Linked DNA regions of Hordeum vulgare: region 1 is linked to region 2. A link is a contact called in public Hi-C data. All regions are on one chromosome and are shown on one strand. Each heading gives the region's core, a stretch centred on a gene start, on an enhancer-like site or on the middle of the called end of the contact. The rest is flanking DNA. Distances are from core to core; before and after follow the strand shown. Region 1 has its middle 32 kb from the start of LOC123414009. Region 2 holds the start of LOC123444697 (expansin-A4).

Evidence for each region. A called contact is a pair of places that touch in the nucleus more often than the background predicts.
Region 1: a Hi-C map of seedling shows a contact between it and region 2, with 1.6 times the contacts expected there. The contact joins the enhancer-like site here to the promoter of LOC123444697 in region 2. A contact is called at or near these places in 2 of 6 Hi-C or Micro-C datasets (leaf and seedling).

The regions. Positions count from the first base shown.
Region 1 is chr1H:453,683,767-453,689,517 of MorexV3_pseudomolecules_assembly, reverse strand. No RefSeq gene overlaps it. Among protein-coding and RNA genes, the nearest start is that of LOC123414009, 32 kb to the right of the region's middle. Within about 2 kb of position 3,462, at least 3 of the 3 cell types and tissues checked have open chromatin away from gene starts, as enhancers often do. A contact at or near this core is called in leaf and seedling, where this site is marked.
Region 2 is chr1H:453,811,811-453,816,921 of MorexV3_pseudomolecules_assembly, reverse strand. It overlaps LOC123444697 (expansin-A4), which reads right to left and starts at 3,461. Exons shown (of 3, transcript XM_045121509.1): 1 at 3,035-3,461; 2 at 2,620-2,932; 3 at 1,525-2,284. The coding sequence starts at 3,173. The coding sequence ends at 1,981.

The DNA.
Region 1 (5,751 bases), core at 2,213-4,712, 130 kb after region 2:
CTGTTTTGTGAATATTTGCACCTTTAAAACTTGGTTCAAAACAGCAACTTCACATCCTCACAATCACCACAAAGTATGCTAAATCTTGGACATTTTAAAAACAAGGATGGGACGAGTGAAACTTGACCTTGAGATAAATAAAGAGGAAGAGGGTTTTGAAGCCTATACAAACCACATAGTTTCCTACTAGCAATTGCACCACTCCATCACTCACATACACTATCATCACATGACATATTCATCACACCACATACACACATCGATTCACAAAGGCACAAACACAAGACATGGAATGATAGTGATGCATGCATGCAAAGGAAAAACAAACAAGGTGACACATGAAAGAACACATGCATTATGCTCTCATTGCAATGACAAGGTGGACCCACATAGAGAAGATTCCAAATAGGGAAAGATACACTCTTGGGGCATTACAGCGCGTCTGTGGCGCCGGCTGTCTCTCCTACCCGACCGCGGTCGCCTGGTTCTCCCGACGCGCCTGCTCAGGATTCACCAGCGTCTGCCACAGTCCTGTTCCCACCCGTGTCGGCTTCTGCTGAGCCGTCCTCAGCCGCGACACCTACGGCAGGGACATCCGTCGCGCCGTCTACCCCTACTGCCGAGGCTGCACAGGGTCATGCCATGGTCACTCGGCAACGCGATCACACGCGCAGGCCGAAGACTTACACCGATGGCACCGTTCGGTATGATATCGGCCGCTGTGCGTTCTTTGCTGCGCCTGTCTCTCATCATCAGGCTCTTGGTGCTCCGGCATGGCGTACTGCCATGTCTGAAGAGTTTGCCGCCCTACGTCATACCAATACCTGGGTGTTGGTGCCTCGCCCACCTGGCGTTAACGTCGTAGGCTGCAAATGGATCTTCAAGACTAAACACCGGCCGGATGGATCTGTTGACAAACACAAGGCTCATCTTGTTGCTCGTAGTTTCACTCAACAACACGGCATAGACTATGGTGACACATTCAGCCCAGTGGTCAAACCTGCTACGGTTCGACTCGTGCTCTCCATCGCGGTCTCTCGAGGTTGGGGCGTGCGGCAGATTGATGTGAGCAATGCTTTCCTCCACGGTTTTCTTGCAGAAGACGTCTACATGCAGCAGCCGCCCGATTTCGAGGATGCCAGGTATCCATCTCATGTTTGCAAACTTCAGAGATCTATCTATGGCCTCAAACAGTCACCTCGCGCCTGGTATGCTCGTTTGAGTTGTCGTCTTTCCCAGCTTGGTTTTGTCACATCCAAAGCAGACACATCGTTGTTCATCTTCTCTCATGGCGCGCGCCACTCAGATATTCATGTTGGTTTATGTTGATGATATTGTGATTGCTGGCTCTAGACCTGCTATGGTTGACCGCCTTGTGCAGGCCCTATCCGCTACATTTCCCATCAAGGATATGGGCATGCTTGAGTACTTTCTTGGATTGGAAGCGTCCTTTCATTCTAGGGGCATGATGTTGACACAAAGAAAGTATGCACTGGACCTTCTTCACCGTGTCAACATGGAGAACTGCAAGTCCACCTTCACTCCACTTGCTACGTTCGAGAGTCTATCACGCCATACTGGTGCACCTCTGGGTTCTGGTGACTCTTTCAGGTATCGGAGTGTGGTTGGTGCTCTTCACTACTTAACACTCACTCGTCCCGATATCTCCTTCGTTGTGAACAAAGTCTGCCAGTTTCTGTCTCAGCCTACAGAGGTCCATTGGGAAGTTGTTAAGCGCATTTTGAGGTATGTGAAAGGTACACTAAACACAGGGCTTCAAATTCGCAAATCACAGTTTACTGGAGTTAGTATATTCACAGATGCAGACTGGACAGGCTGTGTTGATGACAGACGCTCCATAGGTGGTTTTGCTATATTCGTTGGACCTAATCTTATATCTTGGAGTTCCAAGAAACAACCTACGGTCTCGAGATCTAGTACTGAGGCAGAGTATAAGGCGTTGGCCAATGGAGCTGCCGAAGCCATTTGGATAGACACAGTTCTCAGGGAACTTGGAGTTTCACGGCAGTGCACCCCCATTTTGTGGTGTGATAACTTAGGGGCTACGTACCTGACGGCAAATCCACTATTCCATGCTCGGACTAAACACATTGAGATTGGTTTCCATTTTGTGAGAGAACGAGTAGTTGCAGGCGCATTGGATGTCAGGTTCATTTCAACAGATGATCAGCTAGCGGATGTATTTACTAAACCCGCTACACGGCAGATGCTAGACCGATTTAGGATCAATCTGAATCTTGTATGTAGTTCAGATTGAGGGAGCATGTAAAATAGGGTCTAGTTTACATATTGTATTTGTATACATACAGGGACTCGTATGTAATTGTAACACCCTGATCATCTATATATATGAAGACGTGAGGTGGATACACCACCCACGCAAAACCCTAAACCCTTGGTTTTGACTCAGAGACCTTCCTTCCTCCCTCCTCAGCGGTGGCGCCCCATCTCTTCCACCCATGGGTGAGGCGGGAGAGATGGCTACGGACGCGGCAGCTATCATCGCTCTTCCGGTGACGAAGATCTGTGGGCGGTCTGCACCAACCTACGGCGGAGCAGCGCTATGGAGGCCGATCCGGTCCACCCCCTCCTTTGGTATCAGCGGGACATGGCAAATGGGGGAGCTTGCTTTCTACTACGCGAGAAGGGTCAGATCGTTTGCAGCAAGGGGTCGGGAGAAGCAACACCATGATACATGGTGTTTGCAACAAGGGCAGTAACGTCAAAATCCCCGGCGTTTTCATGTGATGCAGCAACACGAACAGGTTCGGCGTTTTCATGTGGAACAGCAACACAAACGGGTTCGGTGTTTTTATGCGAAGAAGAAACGTCTTGATCTGTAACGTTGTCAAAAAGTTTAGATCGTGAAATATCGGGCAGGGTTCATTTTATGCTATAGTTCAAAGATAAGATCAATACAGTGATTTTGGCCTTAATCTTGCTGCCGGTGCTGCTGCACGCACGGTTCATGACTGCGAGGAATATTCTTTGCTTGTTGTCCGTGATAAAATAATCCATCCTTCCTTCTCAATGCAATCTTTCTTCTGCATGTGAATCGGCGCCCGAACACCTGAGATACATGAGAAGCAACACTGCTCCAATTTTTTGGTGAATTAAAATGCCAACAATGCGCAATCTTCCACTGTGCGTCTATTTTTGGAGAGCGCCTTCCAAGTTGCAACAGATATCTGAAACCTGTGTATGTGTATTTTCCAAACGTTCGCGTCTACGCAGATTCGACTGTCGGGCGTATATGTCAATCGTGCGCCTCACTGTCCCCGTATCTCCTTGAGTTATGACAAGCTGGATTGCGCAACATAATGTGTGCTACAGGGGAATGTGATGCCACCATACTGTGGGATGGGATTATGCGTTATGCGTAATGCTTTGCAATGGTCCAGGCCGTCCAGCGCGACCGTACGCCCCTTGCTTCCTTCCCCGGGTAGCGTATCGATTGCCGGCCTGTATGAACAGCTGACCTGTGGCTGATGTGGACTGTGCACTGGTATGAGGCGATGCCGCGTCGATCGCCCACAAGACGCCGTGTAAACGCGGAGCTTTCCTGCTTTATCCGGCTCGGATCTTTTCGCATCGCCGTGAAAGGCACGTTCATGTGAGGCCTTCTTTTCCGGGCTGCGTTCTCGTGTTGTTTTCTAGCTAGCTTTCTGCGTCACTGCGTTAGCCGGTAACATGGGTTCGTTAAGATGTCCAACCAACTCAAATACTCAATGCCTTCCAAATTGGAGTACGGGTCCCTCGTAATATTTACACACCTTGCAGGGGCTTCCCTCAACCATATTTACCTCCTTTTCTTTTTGCAGTGCTGGACCAATGGAACCAATACTAAGAACATCTATAACCGGATCCTGCAAATCTGGATCCTCAAATGTCCGCGAATACGTCCGGACACATTCGCTGACACTGACCGGTTACGTCTCAAATGATTGATTCTACAACCGGACATCTCATATTACGATCTTCAAATCCATACAAACACATGCAAGATATGAAATCTACGTACTACGTACAACCTATCTACTCCTCGTCAGAGATGTCGACGATCTTCATGCCCTCCGGCGAATGAATGGCCGCTTGCCGCAGCTTCGCCCCCTCCGGCGCCTCTGGTTGCTCCACTGCGGCCTCATCCGCCTCAATCTCCGCCTCCAACTCGTCGAAGATGGCGTTGGCCTCCGCCTGCCTCTGTCGGATGAGCCGACAGTTGGCCTCCACCTCGGCCTCATTCCGGATGGAATCTAGGATGCCCTGCTGCTCCGCCATCTTCTTCGATTGGGTGACGACGAACTCCGCCTCCGCCTCCGTCATGCTCAAGTCGGGAGCCTTCTCCTCCGGGTCGTCTTCCTCCATGGCCTCCAGCTGCTCCTCCTCTTGCTGCTGTTGCTCCTCCTTCCCCTCGTCCTCCTCTGTCTTCGACGAGTCTGTAGGGAGACACGCAACGATGTCGGCGACATGACGAGACTGCATCTCCGCCTCGATTTGCAGGCCCCGCTCCGGAGTGAGCTGCGCATAGGTGGTGATGAGCCACCGGACGATCCCGACGGAGAGGGAACTGCGAGAGGAGGCGTACGGGCTTAGGTGGCGACGAAGAGAAGGAGGAGGCAGATGAGCTAGGGCTGGGGGTCCGACCGCCTTAAATAGTCGGCCTCGGCATCGAGCGGGGAGCCGTAGTGGCGCCACGCGGCGTTCACACCGCGTCAACGATCAAGGCGCCCGTCGGACCATCAGGTTTCCCGGCGAGTTCGCATGGGGCCAAGCCGTCAGGCTGACGTGGCGGGCGTGCCCAGGCTCCCCCAATATCCGCCCCATATTTGGGCTGGAAATGGGAGTGCCGGTCAATCCGAACGTCTGAGGCCAGTTTAGGAGGCCCGTCTGGGTCGCAATTTCAAGACCGGGCAGTAAACGGACGACCTGCATGGGTGTTCGAGAAGGATTTGAGGGATCCTGCTGTACATGCTCTAACATCAAGAAACCTCGCGCGATTGCTGTTGAACAAGTTCATTTTAACATATAGAGTAGAATGTTATGGTAGGGGAGCGGCCGTGGGCGGCTCGTTAACAGTACTAGTGGTGGACTTGGAATCTCTATTTTTTATGATGTTTGAGATGTTTTGTATTTTTAATGAACTTTTATAATAGATTTCTTCTTTTCTGCAAAAGTTAAAAAAATGAAATATAATTAAATTTGGCGACACTAATGCGTGTTGCATTGTTGAGAGGTCCTCATGTATATATCAAAGAAAAACAAATGTGAAAACACGATACAGAAATAGAGAACATAAATCTTAAAACAAAGGTATAACATATCCCAATTACATGTGATGGGATTTTAAATCTACCTAAAGCGCAACTAATGCATGCCGCATACAAGAGAGACTCTCATGTCGTGATCCGATGAATGTTACTGGATCAAACTAACAAATCCTACGGCTATAGAATTTTCACAATAAAAAAACAAGCATACACGGCAATATTTATTTAATAACATTGGCAACAAGTGCCTTAGGGCTTCAAGGAGTTCTTGAGAGGGTGAAAGGCAAATGATGCTACTGATAATAGAAAAAGTAAATCCAATCTATTTACTGTGAGTGTGTCATTGATAGCAAAGCTGAAACTATAGAGCAAAATTCTAATGAATGGAGGCTAAGATATGAATGGAAAGCTCAGTTTATCCAAATTTATGAGATGGAAGAGTTCTATTGGCAGAAAAGAGGAG
Region 2 (5,111 bases), core at 2,212-4,711:
TCGATTCGTCGACCGGGGTGTCATCCATTGCGGGATGGAGAAGGCAAGGATGGTCCGCATTGCACTTCGCCGCTCCCGTGAGGAGAGCGCCTGACCGACGGCAGAATCTCTCCAGCCGACTCTAAAGTGTCGGCTCAACGGGCGCTCGGGTCCTCTATGGCTGGATCATCGCGGTCCCGACAGCCAGAAAATCTCTTCTTCCCCATCATCGATCCGGCAGACTCTGAGTCCCACGAGGAACGAGATATCCACCGTGGAAAGGAGAGGGTAAGGATCGCCGAGGCCTGTATCATGGCATAAATGGCGGCGGCGAAGGCAGCTCTTGCAGCAACGCAGGCGGCCGCGATAGAGGAAGCCATCCGCGTCCGTATTTTAAAGAAACGACAACGAAGGAACACGCGTGCCTTCGTTCAAGAACAAATCGAACGGTCCATGAAATAGGCGGGCGGCCATTGAAGGATGAGCAGGAGGTCAACAACGGTGAGGATCTGCTTTGACAATAGTTTAGAGCATCTACAACGGATTTTACAAATCCAGACCCACAAAGCGTTCGTGGTTGATCTCCTTCTCCCCCGATTGTACGAGCGAGCATTAGCTGCTTTGCCAGGAGTTTAGAGCATCTACAGCTCGGATCGTTGTCTTCTGTCCGTTGCGTGAGCGTTGCCTGCCCATTCTTGGACGACGTATACGACGGCCCACCGCTTACCTAGTCGTTGATCGCCACATCACACCGCGGGGTCAGTTGCCTCGTCTCCTGACCCTGTCGCAGGATGGGATGTCGATACGGTGAAACCAGCATGAAACTGACAGCGCAGTCATTCATGCCGCCAAAAGCTAGCCCTCAACCGTTGCCGTCATATCAGCGGTAGAAACAAACTAGACCTGCCGATTGTACGAGCGAGCATTATCGTTCCAGCGAAGGAATGGCGAGCAGCCAAGTACGAGTACCGCACGTCTGCAATGATCCTAATTGCCGGAAACGCAATAGGGACGTACCACGTGATATTGCGATACGATGGGACGCTCTCGTCCTCGATCGGTCGATCACGTACGCTATCTTTCCTCTAGAGCCAGCACACCAGCCCTGGATGCGGTTTGCCCGCTCAATTGTGGGCTGCAAAATAACGCCCCTACACGACACCAGGAGCATATATATCTCGAAAGTTTCCATGGAACCATATCAGGAAGAGAGCCGATCGATCCTGCAATCGCTATCGACAAACTTGAGCGTGCGGAGGCGCTCCCGCAACGGACAGAAGACAAACGCATCATCAGACCCGTCGCACAAGCCTATTCTACTACCATGTAGGTACACGAAACGGAGCACGGCGACCGACGTTGGCCGTGGCTCTCCTCCAGAAAAGGCACGACAAGGACGCCCCCACAAACGTCTCCCACCCATGTGACCGTCCGTCCATCGACAAGATACAGCCCAGCAAGCAGCGAAAGTCCCCTGGTCCACGCTGGGCTTCTATGTAAGCTACGGGTAGCCAGCCAGCCAGCTAGCTAGCTGCAACATGGATCGATCCATAAATATGCCCTTGCAATCTTCAATTTCATCACAAAGGCCACGACCCAGTACAAGTACAAACCAACCACGAGAGGTGCTACTACTGCTTTGCTAGTGATGACTAATGCAATTATTAACTTCTTTTCTTCTTTTTCTTCATGGAGTGCCAAGCTACTACGTCCGTACGGTAGTTGATGGATGGTTGTTCGAGTCTTCAATAAACTCGAGACTTTGATGAGACGAGAGAAGGAAAACGTCTAAGCGGGTGCTAATCAGCAGCCTCAGCGTAGCCCGGAGCCTCCCTCCTTCACTATAACGAAGAGGCCGGCTTTTGTTTCTTCCTCCTCCTGCACTGCATGCACGCGAATGCCAAAATAATTCTTCAAAAGTACAAATATGCCCAGTCCGTCTCTTCTCTCCAGTGCTTATGCCTGTGGAGAAGAAGAAGATGGAGATGGAGATGGAGTGGACTAGAACTGGGCGCCCTCGAAGGTCTGGCCGAACTGCCAGCCGGCGGGCGCGGCGGCGTTGCTGGTGACGGTGCGGCCGTCGCTGGAGGTGACCCTGAAGGAGAGGCACTGGCCGTCCAGGAAGGTGTTGCTCTGCCAGTTCATGCCCCAGTTGCGGGACATGGCCTGCCAGCCGGTGCGCGTGCCCTTGATGGACACGGAGCGCGCGTCGCCGGCGCCGGCCACGTTGGTCACCAGCACCAGGTTGAAGTAGGAGTGGCCGTTGATGGTGAACCGGATGCCCCCCTTCTTCACGCACGGCACCCTGCTCGATCAATTCAACACGCGACGCGTCAGTGAGAAGAGGTAACATGCACACGGTGAGAGTGAAGTTGCGACATTAAAAGGCACGGCACAGCACATGCGCTGCACTGTAGGCGGCAGTGCTCCAGTGGAGTGGTAGCCGTGCCTATCGGTGTGCACCGTATCAAATCTGCAGCGTGGCCCCATCGAAACTTATGGACCGAACCGACCGCGGTCCCCGGCGTATCTTCATTCTTCAAGCCGACCGACGCCGCTCGTGCCCGGTCAATCAATCCATCGGTTTGGAGTGCACGATAACACGGGTACGGTAAAAAAAAATAAAAGCTCTGTTCTCACCTTCTGTAGGAGACGGGTACGATGCCGGCGCGGTACTGCGCGATGTGGAGGAAGGCCGGCTCGGCCATGTCGAAGTGGGGGCGCGGCGGGTTGCACCAGCCGCCGTCGTCGCTGGGGAGGCCGTAGTTGGGCGGGCAGAAGTTGGTGGCGGTCACCATGATGGACCCCGGCCGGCACGAGCTGCCGGCGTTGTCGCAGCGCAGCTCGTAGCACGACCCGCACGCCGCGCCGTCGTTGAACAGCGCCGTGCTCAGCGCCGCCGTGTTCGTGCCGTACCCAGTGCTGTACAGGTTACCGTACCCGCACGCCCCGCCTGCATGCAAAAACCCAACGAACAGCGTGAGCGTCTGTGTGTGTGACAGGCGTTGACACATTGAGTTCAGCTAGCAGCTGCAGCTGGCTGCCGGGGACTCACCCATCGTGCCGGAGGCGTCGCCGCCGCCGTAGAAGGTGGCATGGGCGCTCTGCCACCCGCCGTAGCCGCCGGCCGCGGCCTGTCGTGCGAGGAGGCACAAGGAGGAGAAGACGAAGAAGAGAGCGCCGGCAGCGGCCATTGCTGGGAGGGAGGGAGGGAGCTTCCTTGTATCCTCAGCAAGCTAGCTTAGCTTTCGAGGGATATGGTGTCTAAAGCTAGCTAGCTAGACTCGAAATGGCTGGTTGGCAGTGAGGAGCTACTTCCTCCCAGCCGGGGTATTTATAGCCAAAGTAAAGCTCAGTGCCGGTGGCGGTTGGGTTGCAATTGCAAGCTCGATCGGGGCCGTGCAGGTTATCAACACTTCTTCTAGATTTGGTGAGTGAGAAAGAGAAGAAGGAGAAGGAGAAGAAGGAAATGAGGAGTAGATTGAAGGCCGGCTCTGACGTGCGGGGTGACCACGGCCACGGAGGCGCGCGGCAGTTAATACATACAAATCAGGCGCACATGCGAGTGTCCTCGGCATCGGGCGCGGCGTACGTAACGGGCACCAACCGCTTGCCCGGCCGAGCGCGTGTGTGACTTGTGGTGCGAGTCGCCGTGGGGTCCGGGGGCGCCCTACCCTCCACATGCCTCTCACCGGCTGCTGAGCTGAGCCTAGCTAGGACCAGGACTCGGCCGTGAAAGAGGCCATGGATGCAGAGCATGCATGCAGAGCGTGCCTTAACTCCGTGGAACTCATGGGCGGCAAGGCGGTCGAGCAGATGTGTCCACCATCACCATGCATGGCATGCATGGCCGTGTGTGCCAGGGCCGGACCGCCGGAGGGAGGCAAGGGAGGGGAATCCGGTCATGTTCCGAGTCATGGTGCTCGGCCGCGCGGCATGGGGTGTGTCTGCTACTAGATACTCACTCATGATCGGCGTGTAACGGCGCAAGTGCATGCCGACCTTGCCCAACTTGACTGCATGCATGGTCCAGGAACGCTGCATGTGTTGGCCCGTTCGGTGAACGGGTTGTTGCAGTGGGAAGCTGACAAGGAGTAATTAGGCGATTTCAGTTACATCCTTTCTTACTACTCCTACATTTGCACATTGGAGTGAGTGAAGGTTTACTGATATGATAGCTGGGCTCAGGGTCGGCCAGCCAAACCTGGTTTACACTCTTCCAAGCGTACTGCTAATCTTGGGTTACTTACTTGGTCCTGCCGGAGAGTACGCTGGACCATCGGATACAAAAAGGAAAGCGTGGATTTGTCGGGGCGCAACGCGCATCAGCACATGAAGCTGCTCCCAATGCATGACGGATATGTAAGCGAATGAACCAACGTAGTACGTGCCACCCACACGAAGGGAATCATGCATCCATGCACGCACGCACGCACGCATGGTCCAGCGATTAGCAAGTTACCAGCACACTACCGGCTGCAATGATTAGCGCACGCTTTAAGGTTGATGCTCAATTAAGGTTTGAACAGGCAAGACTTTCCGGTGGGCTCCTGGGCCTGGAGCGCACATGGTGAGTTGGTGACTACTCACATGCTCAGTCGCTCACGTGAACGGGACGGACACGTAACATGGCTCGGCCCTGCATGGGCGAGAGCGAGGCCTGAACAGTGCACGTAAATCCAACAACAGCTTTCAGACAGGCCTTTGCATGCTACCCTGCTCATGCATGCATGCATGGCGGAGCCTCTCGTGTTTTCTAATTTTTCATCCATGGGCGAAACGATTCTTGGAAATTTTCTGTGCTGACCCTTGCATCGTCGCCTACTCGCCTCGCCTGCAAAGGCTAACATGGCACCGCCGCGCGTCGCCGGTGTCACCTGCTCTGCACGGCCATCAGTTTCAGAAAGCAACGGTTCCCGAGGCCAGCGCCTTGCCGCCGGAGTCAGGCCCCACGCCATGTTAGTTGCACATGGCCGCCCGGGCCTTCCGGCCGGCTACTCCCCCGTCCGTCACTGACCAGCCACCCCGTTGGTTGGCATCCCTCTTGGACCCGTCACGCTCCGACCAGTCAGTTGTGGTGCTCGCTCCTCCACCCGCCTCCGGGCTGGTGCAGTAATGCAGGTCCACCAGAT